2 separate regions of the Mus musculus genome follow, and region 2 is linked to region 1. A link is a contact called in public Micro-C data. All regions are on one chromosome and are shown on one strand. Each heading gives the region's core, a stretch centred on a gene start, on an enhancer-like site or on the middle of the called end of the contact. The rest is flanking DNA. Distances are from core to core; before and after follow the strand shown. Region 1 holds the start of Ahrr (aryl-hydrocarbon receptor repressor). Region 2 has its middle 23 kb from the start of Slc9a3.

Evidence for each region. A called contact is a pair of places that touch in the nucleus more often than the background predicts.
Region 2: a Micro-C map of granulosa cells shows a contact between it and region 1, with 3 times the contacts expected there. The contact joins the enhancer-like site here to the promoter of Ahrr in region 1. A contact is called at or near these places in 27 of 39 promoter capture datasets (the 3T3-L1 cell line, 3T3-L1-derived adipocytes, the C10 cell line and 18 more), 10 of 15 datasets of contacts at CTCF or cohesin (CD8 T cells, the G1E-ER4 cell line, the NIH/3T3 cell line and 4 more), 233 of 484 Hi-C or Micro-C datasets (the 3T3-L1 cell line, the 63-12 cell line, the AML12 cell line and 125 more), 22 of 115 datasets of contacts at active chromatin or transcription factors (the 230-238 cell line, PVALB interneurons, Th17 cells and 16 more) and 5 of 9 other capture datasets (adipose tissue, embryonic stem cells, liver and 2 more).

The regions. Positions count from the first base shown.
Region 1 is chr13:74,290,185-74,294,577 of GRCm38.p6, reverse strand. Ahrr (aryl-hydrocarbon receptor repressor) reads left to right here and starts at 2,247. Exons shown (of 11, transcript NM_009644.3): 1 at 2,247-2,347.
Region 2 is chr13:74,096,662-74,101,054 of GRCm38.p6, reverse strand. It overlaps a transcript of Slc9a3 not described here. Among named protein-coding and RNA genes, the nearest start is that of Slc9a3, 23 kb to the left of the region's middle. Within about 2 kb of position 1,929, at least 8 of the 459 cell types and tissues checked have an H3K27ac peak or open chromatin away from gene starts, as enhancers often do. A contact at or near this core is called in granulosa cells, where this site is marked.

The sequences.
Region 1 (4,393 bases), core at 998-3,497:
TGGAACTGCCACATCCAGAGCAGAGTTCCTAGGGCTGGCTGTGGTACCTGGCATTCTTTGAATTTCCCAAGCCCTCAGCAGTACTCAATTCCTCACATGCAGAATAGAGGACAGCAAGTAGTCCAAATGAAAGGCTGTGTGTGTGTGTGGGGGGTGTCATTTGAATTTTAACCATTTTAGTGATGGGCGGGTGATCATATCTGTAGAGTATGCAGGGACCCTGGACAGCTATATGAATGGAAGTTGCAAGTGCAGGATAGTCCAGGAAACACTGCTGAGGAGGCCAGAGCCATGTTAGTGTGAAATACCTTAAGAGTTGGGGCTCCTAACATGGAGTGCTCTGCCTGCTGGGTCCTCAGGATTTAGAGGTGGTATTTCCTCTGGAAGGGTCATTTCTACAGAGACTTGAGACTGTGAGAAAAAGATGAGGAGCAACCGAAATTGGCGACCTATACCTCTGAAGGTATCAAGGACCAAGTTTCTTGCTGTGTTTGGGTAGAGCAATCCTCCACTGCCCTGCAGTCCAGGAATCAATAGTGGAAGTATCCCATTCCCATTGATTCTGAGGGGACAAAGTAAGTGTGGGGGGACTTTTATTTGTCTTAAGTGGCAGAGTGGAGGAGGGAGTGCAAGCTCTTTCTAGAAAGACCCAAAGGTCCTGAAAGGGACAGCAAAGCCCAAATTCTTAGGGTACCTATAGATGCCAGTGCCCCCCCCCCATCACCAGGTTATGCAGAGCAGAACCTCTCTCAGATACCATCACCACCTCATTATCACTGCAGTGATGGTGTTTGAGAGATACACAAGAATCACAAACTATGAAAATTAAAAACAAATTTACAATAACTTCAGTTCTAACAGACCAAGTTTTTCTAGGCATAGTTTACATTAAAAAAAAAACAGATTAAAATACAATTAATCATTTTTTTTAAAAAAACTGTGGTAGTGAGCCAGGTGGTGACGGCACACGCCTTTAATCCCAACACTCAGGAGACAGGCAGGTGGATCTCTGAGTTCTAGGAAAGCCAGAGTTACACTGAGAAACTCTATCTAGAAACAAACAAGCAAGCAAACAAACAAAACCAAAAATAAACAAAAAACATGGTAGTGTAGGTGCACGTTGTCTGATACAAAAACCCAATATAAATACATTTATCCAACCATTATTGCTGAGCCTCTGTTGTCTGCCACGCAGAGTTGTTTACAAAATAGAGAACAGAACTGCCCTTATGTTTCCAGATTCTCTGACAAAACTCGCGAACTAGTTGTTCACGTTCAGAGCTGTGCACAGAAGAGGCAAAGTACCTTTTACTTCTGAGATCCCAGGGCTGGTCCCTTGTTCCCTTGTAGGGAAGAGAATGCCTTCAGAACAAACAGCCAGTTCAAATCTAAGGAGCAGAAGCAAGCAAGGGTACTTTGGAGGAACCCTAGCCAATGGACAGTGTGATACTCGGGTGCTTCCCAAGAGCCTGAAACGTGGGCAGGGTCAAAATCAGGACTGGGTGCCTAGGTGGAAGGTGGGAGGGACTGGATGAGGGGTGGGACATGGAGAGCAGACTGCCCACACGAAGAACTTCAGAGATTCCAGGAGTCTCTGAACCTTGTGCTTGTTAGTAAGAGTCACGATGCCTAGGCCAGGCGGGACAGCCGAATAGGTATGTTTAGGGCTGAGCCTATCCACCATGTGGTGTCCTGAAAAGCTTAGACGAGAATGTCCCCTGAAAGACCCCAATGTACCTAATATTTCTCATTCTTGGTAAATTCTGTGTCAGAAAGTAGCAAACTAATACTTTATGCTTTGCAAAGTATAAACATACTGTATCTTTAATCTTTTTTATTTTCCAAACAACTCTATAGCGCAAGAAAGGAGGAACACGCTAAGTCTTGGTTACCTATTCTGATCTCATTCTCTGGCCCCAGGGGCCAAGGGGCCCCAACCCACAGCTCCGCAAAAGGAAGGACTCCCTGGATTTTCTTAGGACCAGGTGGGATTTGGTGCACAAACTGGAGGCTTGCTCTGGGATCTCCAAAGGCCCGGGTAAAAACATATTTAGGCACAAAGATCACGGGTACCCGAAGAGCAAGCGGTGACACCCTATCCAGGCACTCAGACCCGGGGACCCTAAATATTGAAAGGGCGCGTGGCAGGCAGGGACAAGGATGTGCGTGCGCCCTCTGCCGCTTTTCCCTTGCGTCTGCCGCTTCGGGCGGGGCGGCTCGCGTGCTGGGGTGGGGCTTTCCTTCTCTAGTCTGAGGCCAGGTCCCAGAGATGAGAGAGCTGACAGCTCCTGGCCTCCGCGGCTCCCTCAGCGGGCGCGCCCGATCTTCTGCGCCCCGCCTGCCCCGGGTAAGTACTCTTGGACTTCACGGGGCTCTCTGGTCTTTGCCTCTGCTGTAGCCACTCTGAGATTGTCCAGCTTGGTCTGGGGCCCCTTCTGCTACACATTTTTGCATCTGGAGGGTCCAGAATTGCTGAAAGTGATGGGCACTCCAGGGGCTTCTCTCTTGGCATCAGACCTTTGAGGGAAGCCAGTCAGGTTCTTCAGTTTTGAGGAGTCAGTTTTCTCTTGACTTGGGTATCCTGTCCCCAAACTCCTTCACTCCCGAAAATGAGCCAGGGAATACCTGTCCCGCATTGGAGAGTCCTTTTGCCTTGGACCTAATGTCTTTTAGAAGTTTTTTGCAGATGATGGCAAGGGGGCTCCTCACAGGCCGCCTTAGCTATCCCTGGGACTGGAGCACCACGGGCACAGCCAGCGAAAGTGGCGCAGTAGCAAGCCCTTTCATGGAGATCAGAGGGCAGTAACAAGGGATTCACGCTTTGGAGGGACTTCCACCATTCCGGGAATTGTCCAATTAGTGGCACCAGAAATATTTGCCTTCTCCAATTTTGAGAAGCAGAAAATTACGGTGTATGGCTTCTTTCAGAAAGAGACAGGACCCTGGTGTTGCTGAAAATCTTAGTGGTACAAACCCTGGAGTCCTCGGCCTTGTGTTGCTTCCCCAGTCCCAGTTGGAGAGCTCTCTCTATTGGGGACAACTCTCGTTCCCCTCCCGGGGCTTCTCCTGGAAGGAGGTTCAGGCTTTGCACAGTTCTAGTACAAGGGTCCCCCCACCCTCCAAAAGGTCTATTTTTTGCAGCTGTTTCTACGGTTTGGATTCATGAGATCTTTCTCACTTTGGCTACCCTTGTCCGGGGTGCGAGGTGTAACTTGGCTCCTCAGGACTGTATCCAGCTAAACTTAGAGGCTCAACTCTAGGAGAAGCTTATGTGTACACCTTGGGTGATACCCCAGAGCTTGGGGGTACTGTACAGTGTAATTTAACTTCTCCTAGCCTGATCAAGGAACTCATAGTAGGAGACACTCTAGGCCTCAGAGTCTGGTTCACTTTTGCCCATCATGGGGAGTGGCCTGCCTTGGTATGAGACCCTGACGCAGTGAGCAGTGGCTGTCTTTTTTCATGAGCAGGGGCATGGCCAAGTGCTGATTATTCCAGACTAGGATACCTACTGAGCTAATCCAGCAGCCCTGTGAGGTGTCTATTGCCAACCATCTGATGATATTGTAATAGACCATTTGACTGTGTCTGTGCAGAACTGGCAGTATTTGTGTTCAGAACTAGTATATTCTTTCTACCTTGTGTTCCCAGTAACCCAACATGGCCTCAGGGTTATCATGGATGCAAGACTGGAAAGAAGACTAGAATGTTGCTAACAAGCACACAAGGGACTGCTTTCTGTTTCTACTTTCTACTTATTTGTTATATATGACAAACAGTTGTTACTTTCACTTGAGAAATTTGGTCAGCTCATGTCTCAGTGAGTAGAAGATCCATAGGCCACAGAGGTCAGGCCCTGCTGTCAGCATAGGGTTTTCCTATGAAGATCACTCACATGTTTGTTGCCCATAGGCCCATGGCTCCTCTTTGACTACTAGAATCTCTGTGTGGAGGGTCTCCCCAATCAGTCTTCATTGAATAGATGTCCCCTATCTGCTTCTAGGGTATGGAAATGAGACGTAGTTGGCTCCAAGGGCCATTTGTGTGAAGTTGGTCTGATCCGATAGAGAAGGGCACACAGCATTTGGTAAAATGGACCATCTAGCTGTAGTGATGTTAACACTGTGCTGGGGATCTAGACAGAGACCAAGGTGCAGGACAAAACTCAAAGCAGTTGTTTGAAGACTTGAGGAGACTGTCTGTGGGTCCCAACAAGTGGCATCTTGCTCTCCCCGATGTAGGGGTATAGAGCAGCATCTATCAACTCTTGGTGCTTTATGCAAGAACCTGTATTTTAGGAATCGTTCCTCACATTTCAATGGAGACATGGAGATACATAACCTAGACTACAACGATCAACAAGTGGCTGTTCATGAGGCTGGACAGGGTCATG
Region 2 (4,393 bases), core at 680-3,179, 190 kb after region 1:
GTTATTTTTAACAATTATTTAATTGAGGCCCCTTCCAAGTAAGAAGTAAGTAGGACCAGGATTACACTACCAGTGGTCTGAACCAAATAAAGACTTAGAAATAAGACATGAAGCAAATGCTTTCAAGACTCTATAGACATCAGGCATTGTGTCTTGTGATCTCTTAGGTATGGGAAGCAAATTGTTACTGCATAGTAAATGGCATTACAGTGTATGTAGGAAAAGCGTGTGTCCGAAACAGCTCAAAGGCCAGGAGGGAAGAATCGGAAAACACAGCTGAAAGTCCCTTAGTTCAGTGTTGTCACTTGATGGGAGACTACGAGAATACAGGCGTGCCAGAGATTCTAAGACAACAAATAAAACTAAACCCCCAAAGGAAGTAAAATGAAATCATAGAGAAAAGGGAAAACTAAACAAAAGAGAACAAAGAATGGATGGAACAAATAGAAAACAAAAATAGCCTGTTTAAGTTCTACCTTTCACAATCACATTAAATATAAATGGTCTAAACACTACAATTAAAATGATTTTTAAAAGTGTTTCAGATTGGAGGTGGGGGCATCTAAGGTCCAGTTATCTATTTCTTAAAAAACATAACATAACAAAACAAAACAAAAAACAAACACAACTTTTAAGTATAAATAAAAAAGTTAAGCTAAAACTAAAGTCTTGGAGAAAAACCACATTGTGTTGGTCATAATCAAAGAAAGTGAGGATGGCTAAAGTAATGACAAAGTTGGAAAGAACTCAAGTGAGCACCATAATGAAAGGTTATGGTTCACTTATATAATGGGATACAACTAGCCTGTGAACATGACTAAGGCTGTGCCTCAGATCAGAACTGAGTCTCAGAACAGCTCTTCTGAGTGAAGGCAGAAAGACAAAAGGTTAAAAGTCACGGTGTATAATTCTGTAAGAGTTCTAGAAGATGAAAACTGGCTATCCCTTCAGGGTGAGCCAGGTTGGCTGTGCTAAGATGGGTCATGAACAGGGAGGGAACTTCAGGGACACAAGGACCTATGGGTGATGGAAAAATCTCTTATCTTGTTTATGGTGGTATTTTCTCCAGTAGAGACACATGTCAGAACATAGAATTGATTCTTTATAGGGTTGATTGTATGTCAATTGACCCTCAGTAAAGCTGTTAAATAAAATGTAGGCGAGTGAGGAACTTTATATTAGTTCTTACATTTAAAAAAAAAAAAGTGACTTCCACAGCCCAGTGCTATGCAGCTCCAGTGACCCTTGCCAGAATAAACGTCCAATCATTCCTGTCCTCGTGCAAGGTCCAGTCTTCACATATTTTCTCCTACTCTACTTATCTAGGAGGAGAAGACTCCATTATGGAAAGAGGAGACTGGGCTCTGGAAAAGAAACCACAGACTAAGCCCGATGGTAATTAGTAAGAGCTTCAGCTGGGGAGGTGGATGCTGCCCTCTGAGCATCCTTCACCCTGAGATTCCAGTCCATTCTTCACATGGCTGAGCAGAAACTGGCTAGACACACCAAAAGAAGACAGGAAGAACAGGAAACCAGGCAGCAGGGGTATCTAGCCTTGCTCTACTCTCCCTATAAACTCTCCTCCCATTTTGAGTTTTATATGCAAATCATCGAGTGCTGCCTTCACCTCCCTTCTGGGGCATCTCCCAGGTTGTCAACTCTTGCTTCACTCAGATTGTAGAGCATTTTTACGACAGGGGAAATAAACGAATATTGCCTTTCACCAAATCACAGGGCACCTTATCTATTTAGGGTGTACACCCCTACCTACTTCCCAGAGGAATTTCAATCAGGTTATAAAATTATCCTCAACATAGAACAAGATAACTATAAATAGAAACGAAACTCAGCACCCAGCCTCTTCTAGGGTGCCTGGGAGGTTACAGAAGTCAAATACTGGAGTGGGCTCTGAGATGAGGTGTGGCTATCTCACTGGGTGACCTTGCACTTCTATGAGTGGAACGCACCGCCGGGGACAACACTGCCTCCACACACTGCCATTTCGTGAATAATCAGCACAACAATTCCTGTTGGCACAGGGCAAGTATGGCAACTGGGTTCTGCCTTCAGGGACCCTGTCTTACCTAATTCGCAGCAGCTGGGGAAGTTGGTGGCTTACCCCTAGAAAATGAGACCCTTAGGGAAATGCTGCTTCCCTCAAGGAGAGTGAACTGGTAGTGCTTCTGGGAGAGCTTGCATCCCCGATCTGCTTGGGGAACAGAGGCGAGATCTACTGCCCAGATGACCAGCCATTCCGAAACAATCCCTGACTACAAGGCTCCTGAATCTGACCTTTAGGTGTGAATCCCTAAAGTTCCCTCCAAAACTGCCCACCACCAACGATAGAGGTTTGCACACACACAGAACTGTGTGATCAGGGGCAAATCCTTTTATATTACCAGTTTGATATAAGGTAATTATGTGTGGGAAAGGCCAAGTTTGACTAAGCATGGCTCCTAGGTGTGTACCCATGCAGGACCATGGGGGAGCATAAAATCTGACTTGTGGCTATAGTTGATTCTGACTCAAACAAATGGTATGGCTAATATGCTGGCATATTCCTGTAATCCCAACACCTAGGAGTCAGAAGAATGAGTATTGCCACAAGTCTGAGGTTAGCCTGGACTATACAGTGAGTCTGAGGCCAGCCAGGACTACAAAGCAAGACTGTGTCTCAAAAGAGCCAAAATCTAGGAATCCGGGAGATGGCTCATTTAGTAAATCCCTTGCCTTGGCAGGCATGAGTAGTTCAGCTCAGATCTTCAGCACCTACATGAAAGCAGGTTGTACTGGCATGAACCTGTAATCCCAGCACTCAGGAGTTCAGGTTGAGTCAGCTTTGGAGCTCACTGACGAGCCAGTCCAGCCAATTAGTGATCTCCAGGTTCACTGAGAGACCCTGCCTCAAACACTGAGATAGAGAGAGAGAGAGAGAGAGAGAGAGAGAGAGAGAGAGAGAGAGAGAGAGAGAGAGAGAGAGAGAGAGAGAGAGAGAATTACTTCTGGCTTCCATACAAGTTCATATATATATATATATATATATACATATATATATATATATATATATATATATATACACATTCACACACACACACACACACACTAAGTCAATGATCTAAAAATCAAGAACAAAAACTCAAAATAGCAACACACGATGTGAAGGTAAAAACAGTTTCAGGACCAGTAGTGAGAAACAGCCACAGGCCAGAGGAACCCAGACACCTGCTGGATTGGCCTGAGCCTGGGCCACTGGGGAAATAACCTGTGGTGGGGACAGCCTTCTCTCTGATGGGCTCCTGGGCCACCAGAAAATGAGGACCCCCACCTCTTAGACCCCTTCAGGCCTGAGTAGTATGGCTAGGGTAGGAATGAGCACAAGATTGAACTTCACACCACTGAGAACCCAGTCTCTGGTCCTGCCACATTCTATAGTGGAGCTGGGGGCGAGGGGCGGGGGGGGGGGGTAGAGCAAATCTGAGTGTGCTAACCTGCCCCTGGGCTGAGGCTCGAACCATGGGGGTCTTAGAAAGGCTAGTGCTTGTTAGCCTTGGAGGAACAGGAGCCGTGAGGGAGCCACAGCTTGGGGCTGTGCTGGTACACTAAGCCACGAGCCATTCTGCTTCTCCACCGTCTCTGACACTAACCTAGAAACTTGACAGCACTAGAAAGATCTCCAACATCTGAGTAATGTTAAAAAGCAGTACAAGACCTCAGATACTGACAGAAGATGAGCCTCCACCTCAGCGTGGAACCTAGAAGTGCATCCTCTCTGAGCCCTGACAGAGAAGCCAGGAGATAGCACAGTCCAGAAAGCTACCCTGGTGTCTGAAGCCACATTTCATGTGGGTTTATGTGAGGGTCAGGGACCACAGAGACAGACGTGTGGAGAAGCCTTGGCTCCTCCTATTGTTTCCTCTGCACAGAGCAGTGGGGAGATGTGGCTGAGGAGGCAGCAGACTCTCTAACCTGCCCCACCTTTCCCAAGGGTGGTTTCTTTCTTTCTTTCTTGATACTTGATTAAAAAAGAGAGAGAGAGAGATTAGTAGAGCAGAGTCCCCTTGAGCACTCTGCTCATGGCCCTGAAGAGGTGACTGCCTGCCCCCTGCTGGCTGTGGTATAGTAAAGGTCCTTGCAGGGAGAGTCATTGCCCACAGAACTCACAGCCTTGCTGAGAATATGACAGGCTTCCATGTGTATATTGAATAAATCTCTACCCCCAGATCCAGCACTTCCAAACTCCACCATGCACAAACCTATCCCTGCATAGACCCAACCTTGCCCAGACTCCAGATACCATCCCTATTTAAGTATCAGTCATACACAGATCCAAGCTCTACACAGATGTCATCATACACAAGTCCAAGCTTTGCACAAACACCCTGAACAACATTCT